Regions from separate parts of the Gossypium hirsutum genome. Here regions 1 and 3 are each linked to region 2. The links are chromatin contacts, called in public Hi-C maps. All regions are on one chromosome and are shown on one strand. Each heading gives the region's core, a stretch centred on a gene start, on an enhancer-like site or on the middle of the called end of the contact. The rest is flanking DNA. Distances are from core to core; before and after follow the strand shown.

Evidence for each region. Hi-C and Micro-C count contacts between places; a contact is called where the count stands out from the background.
Region 1: a contact with region 2 is called in a Hi-C map of hypocotyl, with 3 times the contacts expected there. The contact joins two enhancer-like sites. A contact is called at or near these places in 13 of 34 Hi-C or Micro-C datasets (cotyledon, hypocotyl, leaf and 1 more).
Region 3: a contact with region 2 is called in a Hi-C map of leaf, with 2.7 times the contacts expected there. The contact joins the promoter of LOC107888529 here to the enhancer-like site in region 2. A contact is called at or near these places in 4 of 34 Hi-C or Micro-C datasets (callus, leaf and petal).

Annotation. Positions count from the first base shown.
Region 1 is chrA09:2,276,981-2,281,591 of Gossypium_hirsutum_v2.1, reverse strand. LOC107939130 (eukaryotic translation initiation factor 3 subunit M) reads left to right here. Exons shown (of 10, transcript XM_041077609.1): 6 at 59-209; 7 at 294-403; 8 at 476-573; 9 at 650-719; 10 at 971-1,216. The coding sequence ends at 1,060. Among protein-coding and RNA genes, the nearest start is that of LOC121206592, 14 kb to the left of the region's middle. Within about 2 kb of position 2,106, at least 1 of the 9 cell types and tissues checked has an H3K27ac peak or open chromatin away from gene starts, as enhancers often do. A contact at or near this core is called in hypocotyl, where this site is marked.
Region 2 is chrA09:2,213,050-2,217,714 of Gossypium_hirsutum_v2.1, reverse strand. It overlaps LOC107943806 (TLC domain-containing protein 4), which reads right to left. Exons shown (of 11, transcript XR_001696064.2): 10 at 4,630-4,665; 11 at 3,156-3,529. Among protein-coding and RNA genes, the nearest start is that of LOC107943806, 7.5 kb to the right of the region's middle. Within about 2 kb of position 2,859, at least 3 of the 9 cell types and tissues checked have an H3K27ac peak or open chromatin away from gene starts, as enhancers often do. A contact at or near this core is called in hypocotyl and leaf, where this site is marked.
Region 3 is chrA09:2,307,086-2,311,716 of Gossypium_hirsutum_v2.1, reverse strand. It overlaps LOC107888529 (ubiquitin-like domain-containing CTD phosphatase 1), which reads right to left and starts at 3,017. Exons shown (of 8, transcript XM_016812670.2): 1 at 2,822-3,017; 2 at 1,544-1,786; 3 at 1,191-1,403; 4 at 1,012-1,093; 5 at 827-893. The coding sequence starts at 1,742. It overlaps LOC107939130 (eukaryotic translation initiation factor 3 subunit M), which reads left to right and starts at 3,106. Exons shown (of 10, transcript XM_041077609.1): 1 at 3,106-3,317; 2 at 3,406-3,535. The coding sequence starts at 3,225.

The DNA of each region.
Region 1 (4,611 bases), core at 857-3,356, 65 kb before region 2:
CTGCATTCTTCTTTTTTAAGCTTAGGGTTAGTTACTAATTTTTGTTGTCCTTTTGCAGTGTGATCTATTAGATATTCCTGCTGTAGCACAATTGGAGAAGGATTCTAAATACGCATTGGTCTATCAGCTTCTGAAGATCTTTTTGACCCAGAAGTTGGACGCCTACCTCGAATTTCAGGCTGCTAATTCGACCTTAATGAAAAGTTATGGTAATGTTCTATCTTTCTTTTTACCTATTATAATGGGATATTTCATGGGCAAATTTGATATTATTATTACTTTCCATGGTTCAGGTCTTGTTCATGAAGATTGTATAACAAAGATGAGATTGATATCATTGGTTGATCTTGGCTTAAATGAATCCGGACAAATTCCATATGCTCTCATCAAGGATACTCTTAGGGTAAGATTTGCTTAGCTATCTGTTGACCACATTTGATGCATGATGCCATAATCTAGGCTTTTTTCTTTGTAGATCAATGATGACGAGGTGGAATTGTGGGTTGTTAAGGCAATAACTGCTAAACTAATGGACTGTAAAATGGATCAGATGAATCAGGTTGTGATTGTAAGGTAAGCTGTTAGTTCTCTCCTTCTGGTGATGTGTGATTTAAGTTTGTCTGGTTTCATTTCTTCATTCAACATGCAGCCGCTGCAGCGAGCACATTTTTGGCCCGCATCAATGGCTGTCTCTTCGATCAAAACTAGAAACATGGAGGGTAAAGTATTTCATACAATAGATGCTTTGTTTATTTATTTAATTTTTTTTAATATCGAACTGTTTGAAAACTCGTATTTTTGTTGGGCATAGTCGAAAACATATCCCTGTTGTTTCTGCTTGTCCGTAATTACTATCTGCATAGATTAATCTTTTTTGTAGTGAAATATTATCATGTCCAAAGGAGTATGAGTCTCTTATTTTATTGAACTCTTGTTTATACTTAGCAACCCAACCCATTTCATTCACCAGGGCAATGTTGCCAGTCTTATCAGCACCATTCAAGCAAACAAGGTTATTGAAGTAGGTATACCAGCTGGGCAGGGTACAACAATTCGTTAAGTCATGTATATCTATTTTTTTTAAAGCCATTTTTTTGTTAGATAAATCTTGTTTATCCGCAATAGATCCGGTTGTGAGTAGGGCAAAACCATTTTATTCGAACTACTTGGTTTTTCTTTAAATCATATGATCTAGTCGAAAAATTTTGACACTGCATGCAATTCTTGATCTTGTTTGTGTCGGTATTATTTTTTCATTTCACAATTTTGTTTAATGTATTAATAATTGGTAATAGTATCATGGAGGCTTTTGTAGTTGAGGTGGGGTTGTATTTTGCCCTTTAACTAAAAAGATGGGTAAATTAGTCTCTATATATTAGATGAAAAAATAAATTGACCATTCATTTAAAAATTGACACGGCAACATTAAATATACATATCATATTTTTAATGGTAAAAGAATATTTTAACGCAAAATGCAATCTAGGTTTCAATAGTATTTTTACTATTAATAATTCTTGATATATTAGATGATAGTGTTTCCATGTGATGTCGTGAAAAAGAGTATTTTATTTTAGAGATAAGAAAAGAAGGTAAGTTTGGAATTTGGTTGGGGTAGTGTCCACTATTGCAATTATTTATTGGATTTTATTTTATTAATATTATTATCATCATCGTGAGTGATGTTCTTTTTGCTAATTAATATAGTAGATATTATTGATAGTAATTCTTTTTGAAGTAAATGATAAAATAATATAATATTTCTTAATATTCTATTATTATTTATGAAATAGTAAAATGAATCATTGAAGTTGACCCGAGTAGGTTCATGAATTATGTTAGAAAGTTTATTAAGTGATACATCTATAAATTAATCTAAAAAAGGTAAATTAATCATTGTAATAAATTGTTTTTATTAAGAATATTTTTTCATTTTACTGTTAAAAATTGAGATGATTAACAATAAAAATAGATGGAATTTTTAATATAAAGATCAATGTGATTTTTAATCTTATGGAATTAATCATAATAAAAAGTCTCCCATTGTATTTTTATCCATAAATAATCAAAGGTATTGGTGGGGTTGGTGAAATAATGCCTACCTTACCAAGTTTATAGGAAGACGCTAATGGTAGGTCCGAAAATTTCTCTAATTTCTTTTAACTTGGAATGTGTTGTGTTAATATTTCGTTTTTTATAATTAAATCAAATGGAATAATGTACTTTAATTATTAATATATAATAATATAGGCGGGGCTAAGTGCATGCAACGCATTTCGGTCATTTAGACCGACGATAAATTTTAGTTTTAAAAATTAAAGTGGAAGTGAAGAAGTGCTTGCGAAAGTGGGTATTTCTCCAAACAAAGATACGAAACAAAGAACAAAAAAAGGGACACAATTCGGTTTTTTATATTTGTAGAAATAGTTATTATCTTTGATATTTACAATAAGCGAATTTAAATTTATCATATTTGTAGTGATAATTTCTTCATTTTTTTGTATTTTTAAAAATTAGTATACTTGCCACTAAATTCAGTTTTTGAAAAATTACAATACAAAAGATTTTATAATCAAATGCATTCTCATAAATAATGTTCTTTACCTTAATAGATTAAGTGCTTTCATGGCCAATACATCAATTTTATACTAGTTTTTCAATTATATAGAGTTGTTCGAGGCTTTCTAATATATAATTTATACTTAATTATATGTGTTTGAGGATCAAATTGATAGAATTTGTAAATATTGAGTGTTAAATTTATTGAATTATTTAGAAATAGGATTAAATTGATTGAATATATGAATATTGAGGACTAAATTTGTTATTATGTCAATTTAAAAAAAAGGTCACATCATCACTTTAGTTAACCATTTAACGAAATATGACCAAAATAGAAATAATTTAAAATGTGTGGTTATAATAGAAATGATCTAAAATATTAGTGATTAAATTGAACATTTTTAAAGTTAGGTAACTAAAACAAAAATGGATGACTAATTCTATAGCATTCCCTAGTTTTTTTCTTTAAAAGTTAAAAATCATATAAGCGACTTTTTTTTTTCGATCAATATAGAAATGATATAAAACGTGTGTGACCATAATAGAAATGATCTAAAATGTTAGTAATTAAATTGAAAATTTTTATAGTTGGATGACTAAAAAAAATATTAATTCTATAGCTTACCTAATTTTTTTAAAATTAAAAATCGCATATGCAAATTTATTTTAAATGAATGAAGACATTGAAATGCTATTCAATAATCATGAGTTGCCAATCAACATCTTATTTATCCATTAATAGGCTATTAGACAATTCTAATTGGATTTACAAATTATAATTTGCTTATTCATTATTTATCCATTAATTCACATATGGAAAATCCAATCTCTCAACTATGCTATAGGTTAGGCCACATTTTGATATTTTACCATCTTTCTTTAATGAAATCAATTTGCAATTCATGTTATTCATAATTATTTAACTTTTTTCTTACTTTATAGGACTAATAACTTAAAATGCTTCCACTTCAAATATAAATATTTTTGTCAATCATACTTTGGTTTAGTTGGTAAAGGTGGAAGTCTTAGATCTTGAGTATTCATATTCGAGATCCATCATTCGCAATTATATATGTGGGTTTCAAAGTCTCATCATGTGCGGTTGTCATGTGTGGGTTTAGTCCAGTTAATCTAGTTTGTTGACTTTAGTTTGGTCGTACTGTAATGGTTTGATTCTACTTTATCATTCCTTAAACAGTCTCTGTCGTAATGGTTTGATATTGTATCACTTTCAATATATATATATTTATCTTTAAAAAATATGATACATCATATGGATTGTTTGGATTATTATTATTATTTTTTTTGAATTGATACAAATGTTTAGAATTATCTATAGTCCCTCCCCAGCTTTTAAATAGGATGATAAATGAGCTACAGTGCGCTTGAACTCGCGTTATCTTACATAGGCAACAATATTGATACCAACCAATTTTGAGTGATTTCTCATATTAAATTTATCCTTGCAAGATTTTATTTTAGAATTCTTTTCACAATGATCAAACATAGAAAAAAAAAAGTAAATTATTATGGAATTCTTTGTCCTCCCTTATAATTCACAAAAAAAAAATAATTTTAAAAAATTGAAATAACACTTTATCAATAATATTAAAACAAAATTGTTTTTAAATATTTTTTATACATTTTTAATAACTTTTTAAAATTAGTTATGTAAATAAATAAAGCCTTATATCCCATTTTCAGTTTTAAATAAACCCTCATTTCTTATTTTCTCTTGTTTTCAGTATTAAATTTTTTTATTATATTATGTGTATAATTTATAAATAAATTTTAATACAAAATGAATTAATATATTATAGTTAAAGTATACAATTAATCTATAAATTGCGAAATAAGAAACTACAAAAAAATATCAAAAACAATTTAATCTCTTTACCATTTATAAAATAATAAATTAATAATAATAATAATTTTTAAAAAGAATTTATATTTAAAAAATATATATTTTTGGATTCACCTCTCATGTGCGTAGAGAGAGAGAGGGGTACATTGAATGTGGTCTAAGTGAGAGTGGGATGGATGCATGTA
Region 2 (4,665 bases), core at 1,610-4,109:
TTTAAATTGTATTCATGGATGGAATTAATATTTATTGTTATTATATGGATTTTTTACTTTCTAGTATCATGATTATAATGAATATTTAATTTTCAATCGCAATTATTAACAATAATGCCAAATACTTGAAATTAACAAATTATGTTTTTTCACAACACATTTACTGAACACTTTTCAAAAGCATTTTTCTCAACCACAACTTTTTTAAAGCACTTTTAAACCATAACAGTAATGTCAAAATAACCCTTAGGCCTTGTTTTTTTATTGAATTTTAAATTAGTCAAAAATACTTTTGATTTCATAAGAAATGAAGATTTAGGTGAGTTTGAAATCAAAAGTGCTCTTTTTTTGATGAATAAAATCTTAAAAATATATATATAACATTAATTTAGTAACATAATGCATAAACTTGCTATCAAGCCGTAACTGATCAACAATCATTTCTGGAGGTTCTTGAAAAACTATTAGAGCATAAGGGAACGCTTTCATCTTCCCAACTAACGAATGTGCAGTTGCATTGACTTCTCTTGAAATCTTCTTAATGATCACCCTCCACTGTTTTCTACAAAACTCTTGAATCTTCGAGATTATGTCTATGTACAATTGCCCACAAGACCTGTCTAAGATGACTTCCACAGCTTATGCACTATCTATTTCAACCATAATATTAACCCAACTATTATCCCACACCAAATGAACTCTATCATAAATAGCCTAAAGTTCAGCTTGCACAATATTGCATTTGCTAATGTTTCTCCCAATTCCTCTACGCTATGAACCAAAAGTGCTTTTCAAAATGCTTTTAGACCCAACCTCAAAAACTAAAGAAAAAAAAATAGCTTTTAGCTTTTGACCTTTAGATATAAGATTGCCAAAACACCCTCATTTATTTCTTCCCAACCAATTAAAGTTTAATTGATTGTCTAATATTTATTTTACAATCCATAGCAACCGTCTTCTTTTAAGTTTTACCTTGACATTTAGCAATAAGCATGTAAATTAATAAGAAAATATTAATTTTCTCTAATATGGTTTATATGTTTAAATTAAACTTTACAAATAATTTATATTAATTGCTTAAAAAGTATTTAAATTTTATATTTCATGTATTAGTATATTAAATTATTTAAATATCATTTAACTTATTTTTTTACTTCTCAGCACCATGTCTAAAATAGATATTTTAACTTCCCACAACACTTCTTGATAGTAATGAGGAACACTTTAAATTAACAAATCACATTTTTTTCAAAGCACTTTTCTACTACAACAATAGTGGAGAACTAGCCCTAAAATTGGATGACTAAATAAGTATATAATAACTTTGAATTAACGAAAAGTGACACTAAAGTAAAAACCTATTTAAGTTGAGTGACTAAAATAAAAACGATTGTTAATGACGATGCCTAATTTGAATATATATTTTTTTAATTTTTGGTGCCTAAAATTAAACATTTTGTAGTATACCCTTTTCATTTAAATGAACGATAATGTTAAATCTTGAATCCTAAATTTTGGAATTAGTAAACATCCCGACCGTGTGTTCGGTCTTGACTATCTCCTGGGATTACAGACAACCACCATTCAGGATCTAAATGCTTTTGCCTCCTCCCATCTATCAAGCTCCACTGCAGCTGGTTTTTTTTCACTCTTCCTCCACATTGTTGTCATTAACTCCCCTAAGTTTTGAGGCAAACTTTTTTCATATGACCATATAATCTACACTCAGAGAAAACATTTGGCAAACCCTCATACTTAATTCTTTAAATTTTAGAAATTTGAGGGCCTCCAAAATCGATACTAATTATCGACCCCTAGACCCATCCTTTGTGTTATCATCTACTATGATAACCTAACCAATGATACCACTCACTGAAGTAGCAAACTCTTTTCATGCATCACCCCCGAAAAAGCCCAGAAGACGTATCCATACAACCACTTTATACGGTTAATCTTGTGAAGTTGAAAAGGTGACCAAGTTTAAACTATTAAGTATTGACCATAGATATCGAGGTCCCTCTAATAGCCTGGCACTTGAACTTGACCAAATAATAATCATTCTCCGAGTCCTTGAACCTGTTTCCATATATCATAAAGTTTACTGCACAACGCACTAAAACCAATCTTACGGATAAGAAACCTAATAATAATCGCTTTCGACATACTCTAATAAATCATAGCATGAATCTTTTTAGAAAATCTTATGCCTAGTATTCCATCAACTACCCTAATGATAACATCTCTATCTAGTACCTCAAAATCGTTGTCATTCTCCTCCTCCTCGTCGTCGTCATCACCATCACACTCTTCCTTTTCCCTCTCATTTGATATCCAACTAAGGAGTTTATCCTTTAAAGATATATGCTCCTCCATTAATCCGTTAACAACCATATCTCAGACATCTGTAGGATCACCTTCCCGTCATCTCACCTTCTTCATAGCCCTATCGACTCCCTTATCATTGATCCCCTCTTGCTAACTTGTTAATGTACTCAAAGGAGACTCTATTCTTTAAAATTATTATATTTATATTTACTAAGTTATTCTTACTAAGCCTTACAACGACTAGCTTACTAAGTCAGTCTTACGAGTGAATTAGGACTAAGTTATCAGGTTCAGGCACTCCTAATTTTGTAAGATGAGGACTCAGGCTAGTAAATGAATCTTTCCAATCACATCTTTAAGCTTGTATCAACTTTTCCAATTTGAAGTCACACACAAGCGTAGGGCTTCACGTATAACAACAACTTGCGCAAGTAAATCCTATGGGGCTCAGAAAAGTTGACATTGCCTTACTAGTCTCATCACGCAAAATACCTCCGACTCCTGTAGGTCTTGGCTAACTTATAGCGGAGCCATCTACATTAAGGTACTAGGGGCACAACCCACTTTCCAACATCCTTACATGCACTCTTGATGCACGACAACACAAAAGTGTTCATAAATTAAGAGATATCTTCAATGGGTATCCCATCCTTATGCCACTTCGCATATGCTTGCCAAGTCTAAATTTGAAGTTCTCACAAAGTTGGTTTTCAACCAAAACTTTATGATTAAAAATCACAATTAAATTTATTTAATCATATATTCCAATATCATGACTTTAACGAAATTAAAATTTAGTTGAAAAAATAATTTAATTGAATTAATTGATGTACTAAATTTGGTAAATTTTATAACCATAAATAATACAACAGAGGTTTGATTTTATGAAAATTTTTAAACTTCCGCTATCCATAATAAAATTTCTAACAAAATCAATACAATTACCTTTCCTATACCACAAGCATAAACTCATTTTTAAGAATATCATGATATGATCCCTCTAGTGATATCTTTCCACACAAAGGACACTCCAATAGGACAATTAGGTTGTGGATGCAAATTCATCAACCCATGGCCGTATTTTGTGGCGATAATGTCTCTCTCCAAAAACAAAGTCTCTCATCTCCAAACCTCCGAATCCATTTATTGAGAAGAGCATGATTTTTGAGATAATTACTAGTGATGCCAACAACTCCCATCTCTTCTGAAGCACGAAAATGAGTGACAATGAAAATTTTCTTAATCAAATGAATAAGCTATAAAGTAACATGAATTTTAATCATTTGATTAAATTTTTTCATATCAAGCAAAGGCACCCATTTGTGTTACATTAGATCTACAAATTAGAAACGAAATTATAGCCCAATTATCAACACAATCGGCATCAAGGTTAGCCTACGACAAATCTAGAGATGAATGTTATAGTGTCATTTTACAAAATAACAATTTTAAACCACAAAAGTTCAGGGTTTTTTTCCCACCCAATTAGCGATGAGGTTGCGGTGATAAGTGCCTTTTGACCTTAAATGGTGTACATTGCGTTTATATCAAACTACCAAAAAAATACCAATTCACATACGGTAAAAATACCACGGAGGACCTTGTATTAGGGATAAGATTGCAATTTGCCTCTACTCAAATGGGCAAATTAGTCCCTGGTCAGATAGTAAACTAATCATTCTATTAAAAATTTCATCTATTTCTATTGTTAAAAATTAGTCCCTACAGGTCAGGATGAGATACTGTAGCATGCCACGTGTCTCTGTTTACTTATTCTGTCAACCATATTGAGTTTAAATAGTAAAAATGGATGGAATTTTTAACAAAAAAATAAGTTTGCTCTTTAATCTAATGTACAAAGACAAATTTGTCCATTTTTTAAATAGAAAGGACAAAATATAATTCCGCACCTAGTACAGGAGCCTCTATGACACTTTTATCTACGCATTCACAAGTCGCCGGATCTAACTGAACTCATGATACTAGACTAACACCAAACACTCTTAAGGACTTCGGTAAGATGTTTGTCTTTAAAATTGGCACCTTTCATCTTTCTTTAATACCAAACGAAATGAATCATTCTCTAAAAACACAGTACCAAGATTTAACGACTTGACAACTGATAAAAAAACAGCCATTGGCATTTTCACCATTTCTATCCAGATTTCTAATCCAATCATTAAGTCAACCATGCTTCAGCGTTACAAGGTGATTTCTCACATTGAATCAGAAACCATGACAGCTCTACAGTCCTATACCCTTTACTACCATTTACAGAGGAACAAAGAAGGTGAAAGAGAATACCTAGCACCGGGCATTGAGCTTAATGGCAAGGAGTGT
Region 3 (4,631 bases), core at 1,768-4,267, 94 kb before region 2:
TTCCCAGTTTATTGCATATAATCGTAGTTGATGCAAAAAGCATGAATGAAATTAGACCAGTACATTTGTATTTACCCAAATAATCTTCAAGAATTACGACATATTACTTCATGAATTGTTCAAGCACGGCCTTACTACGTAGGCACTCAATATCTTCTCATGCTATCTCTTATCTTAGCTCTTATATAAAATGGTGTCAGAAAAGCAACTAATCCTGAAACTAAGGAAATTGAATTTTGTTACTCGAAGATTCAATGTTTGCTCTTGCTAGTGGTTGACCACCAATCAGCTGGAGCATTTTCTAGGCACGGACAACAAGATGGCCTTTTTTCCTTTTCTTTTCCTGAGAATTCTAAGCAAAGGTTAAACAGCTCAAAGATTCAATCTTTACACCTTGCTGGTGATCGAATATCAATCAGCAAGAGTAATTTCTTAGATGGGCACCAAGCAGGCCTTTTTTCTTCTTTCTTTTTCTGATAATACAAAAGCAAAGGTTAAACAGCTCAAAGATTCAATCTTTACTCTTGCTGGTGATTGAATACCAATCAGGAAGAGCATTTTCTTAGGTAAAGGGACCAAGCAGGCCTTCTCTTTTCTTTTCTGAAAATAAAAATCAAAGGTTAAACAGCTCGAAGATTCAATCTTCACTCTTGTTAGTGGCAACCATCAATCTTGACTGCTTTTAGCTTGAACATTTTCTTAACTATGGATAAAGACAAGGCGATGCTATCAAAGATGACTTAGAAGAGAGAAAACAAAAATATAAAGAAGAATTATGCAGATTGCATGGTTTAACAGAAAGTAAAATGAAACAGGCCATAATTACCCAACAAAACAGCAATTTTTGTTTCATATCTCCCATCAGAAAATCAATAAATCTTTCCACATTTTTCCTGCGAAAGTTCGAAATTCCAGCAACTAAGATGATACATCAATTCTCCATGGCAACAATCTAGCACTAAGAGAAGGCAATAAATTATTTGTTTCCAAAAGAAAAAAAATGAGAAGTACCTGTTTCTTGAAGACCAGATACCAACTTCAAACCTCTCACAACAGAACTTCAAAAATTCATCACAGTAGGGTCTCTTAAAAACTGGAAGAAAATAAGCAAATTTCCAATTAGTTTTAAAAATAGTTAGAATGTAAAAAGCATTAACAAGCATATAAAGTTTCTGAAACCAAGTTCTTACTGGCCCGTCCTGCAACGAGTGCATCTGGAGTGTAATCAATTGGAGGATTATAGACTATATCGGCAAGTAACCCATTCAAATCAAGAACAAGCAGCTTTTTCCTCGATTGACTAACAGGAGGTTTAACAATAGCAAGAGATACATCACTTGTTTCATTTGCATCAAATGAATCAATCTTTTCTTCACTATTCCCTTCATCCGATAGAGTTGGACCTGAAACAGTATTCGTTTGATCAGTGTTAGTAAGGCCAACTTCCTCAGGATGCTTATCAATCTGACTTTGATCACTACAGTCCGAGGAATCAAGCTGCTCCATCCTTTTCCTAAACTTGCTTTTCTTTCTAATCGCTGACCTTGTTTCTGAAAAATCTGGGCTGCATCCTTGCCTGTCTCGAAAGTTCCCACAAATGAAGCTTGCGACTCATTTAATTCTACAAAGCTACCTTGCATTTCAATATTGGCTATCGAGAAAGAATCAGAATTAGTTGAAAACCCATGGTTTTCATGCAATGATCGTTTTCTATCATTTTCCTTAATCAAGTCAGCCTCCATGTTTCCTCCAACCTCCTCAATTCATTCCCTTTTTTGATAGGGGCCTGCAATAAGTATCAAATGACATGATCAAGCAAACTTATTAATATAACATGCAAACTTCATGCTCGGCGCTATTAGTTAACCATTCATGATTCCACATAAAAATTTCTCTTCGTTATTTGGGAACAACCCAAACAATTCAATGGATTGGATATCTAGGCAAACAGTCTCCCATACCCAGAGTCTAAAATACAAAAAAAGTCTAAATGCTAAAATACATATTCTAACTCAAGTCATCCAGTTAAATTGTGAACAATCTACAGAACACATCCATACTTTCCAAGTTTATAAACTCACATGACCTAGCAAAAACATTACAGTCCAACCAGCTTTTGCACCTAAGATTCAAGTATGGAGAGTTGTATTATACCCCTATGTTGCTTGGACTAAGGATCAATTTTTTGTATTCTTCTTAAAGGGGCATACCCTTATATAAGTCGGACAAAGATAGTTCAAGGATAATGATGAGTCGGAGGAACATAGTTATACCTTTTAGTTGTTGATTTATCTAACTATACAAACTTAGTATAACTCAACATTGGGTTTCTTACCATAGTTAAACCAACATGAACAAATAGAAGTGCATAAATCTGGTAAAACAAATAGTTTTTGAACTCCACTGCTGTGGTGTATATAAAAAATAATTATACTCCAATCAGGGTGGAAGCCAGGGTTAAATGGTATAATTGCACTTTTAATCCCTTTCAAAAATTAACAGTTTAATTTAGTCCATTTTAACGAAAACAAATTGCATTTCTATCCTCTCCAAAAAGTCAATCATTTGAACACACACACAAAAAAAATAATCTTCCGCCCCCAAATTCTTTTTAATTTTATCTTTGCCTCAACACAAAATTCCAGGCTTTTCCGTGATTACAATAGCAAATCCGTTCTTAGAACAAAGAATTAAAGCTTAAGACAAAACATGTAACAACACTTAAAATACACAGAGAGAGACCCATAAAAACTAACACAGGGTATGTTAAAAACCAAGAAAGTAGATATTAAGAAGAAGAAGAAGAAGAAGAAGAACAGACCTTTTAGAGAAATGGGATTCAGTTGTTGACGTCAGAGATTGGGATTTTGTAGAAAAAGATAAACAACTTATCTTATAGATCTTACTTTTCTCTTTTATCTACCCACCGCCCCCTCTCATTATTACTTTGGGTTTAAGCTACCTGTAAACGACGCCGTTTTATGATCAATACTTTTCAGTTTTTTTGGATCTGGTCTGGATTTTAACTGTCCATACCAATCCAATTTCCTTAAAAATATAACTAAACAAAAAAGATATATATATATTACATCTTTAAAATAATAATGACTTTAAAAAAAAAAAAAAACTGAGGGTTTTCCACTCGCTCTCTTGCTGCTCTTCTGTCTCCTTTGTCGTCCCCTACCAAAGGAAGCTAGGGTTTTACAGAGAGCTGCAAAACGACAATGACCACAGTCGTTCCAACCTCCGAAGATGATCCCGCTCTCGCTGTCGTCCGCTTCACGTCCGAACTCGCTTGGGCCGATGCTGGTCCAGAGGTAACCTCAGTTTATTTTCCAAAAAGAAATTCTTAAATCAGAAATTTCAAATTTTCATTAATTATTTTTTGCTCAACTATGGTGGTAGGTTGCGGAGCCGCAAGTGACGAGGCTTTGTATGGAAGCGCAAGAGTGTATAGTGATGGGAAGATGGTTGGATTTAGCTTCTTTGATGCTTACTTCTGCTGATTTAGTGTTTTCCAAGGTCTCTGATAAAGGTACAAATTACCCCTTTTTCTATTTATTTATTTGAATAATTTGGGAGATTTATGAATTGAGATGAATATTATTTTCTTAGCTTCATTCCCGGTTCAGTGAAGTTTGTGGAATTCTTAATTTTATGTCAAGTTGTTTCATTTTCTTAAAGCGTGTTTGGAATTACAAAAAAATAATGTTTTCAAGAATCTATAAATTAAAGATTCAACTTTCTGGAAAATCAATTGTTGGTTTTGATTTTCTCCAGTTTTAATCATTTATGAGTACATAACAGCTACCAAGTCTGCAACTTCTTTTGATAAAATAGTTGAGATCTTTCAAACTAAGTTTTATTTCTTACTTCTTAGTGTAGTAAATCGAATTTTTGTTTTGAGGGCACTTGTAACTTCTATTTATTTTTTTGAGTTGCAATGGCATGGAAATGGGTTCAGCTGGTGTTGTTAAGGCATGCGCTTAGGCCTTGTGCCTTAGGGTGCTCTCTAGGCACTAGGACCCTTATATTGCCTCTAGGCGTAAGGCAAAAAAAGAAAAAGAAAAAAAGATTCCAACTTGAATGAAGTAAAGCGCAATATGTCCATGGGTGAAACTTTGAATGTGTCTGTCTATGAATTTATCAATGTATATATGTCATATATATACATATAAAGCTTAATATATATATGTGATAGATATATCACATATATGGTCTAGTTTATCTACAAAACATGTAATTTTTTTTTATTGGTCAAGATGGTCCATTTGTATGTTGAATACTCAAATAATTGAGGAATATATAATTGGATTCTATTCCTTTCTTACTAGTGAAGGTATATGCAACAAAAAATGTGAAAAATAATAGAAATTAAAGATAACCTTGGTTGGGTGGGCTTTTCTTTTTTGTGCCTATTGCCTTGCAAAGAGAGCGACTAGATGAACCAAGTGCGTGCTTGATCAATTATCAAATGGACCTCTTGAGAAAGGGTCTGAGGTGCTTTTGTTGTCTAATGCTAAGGCACGAGGTGTACGCCTTACTGCACTATACCTTAGTGCCATACAAGAAAAGCAATTTAGACCACTTTAGGCAAGTTGCATTTGATGATGTACATGCGTGATGTGCCT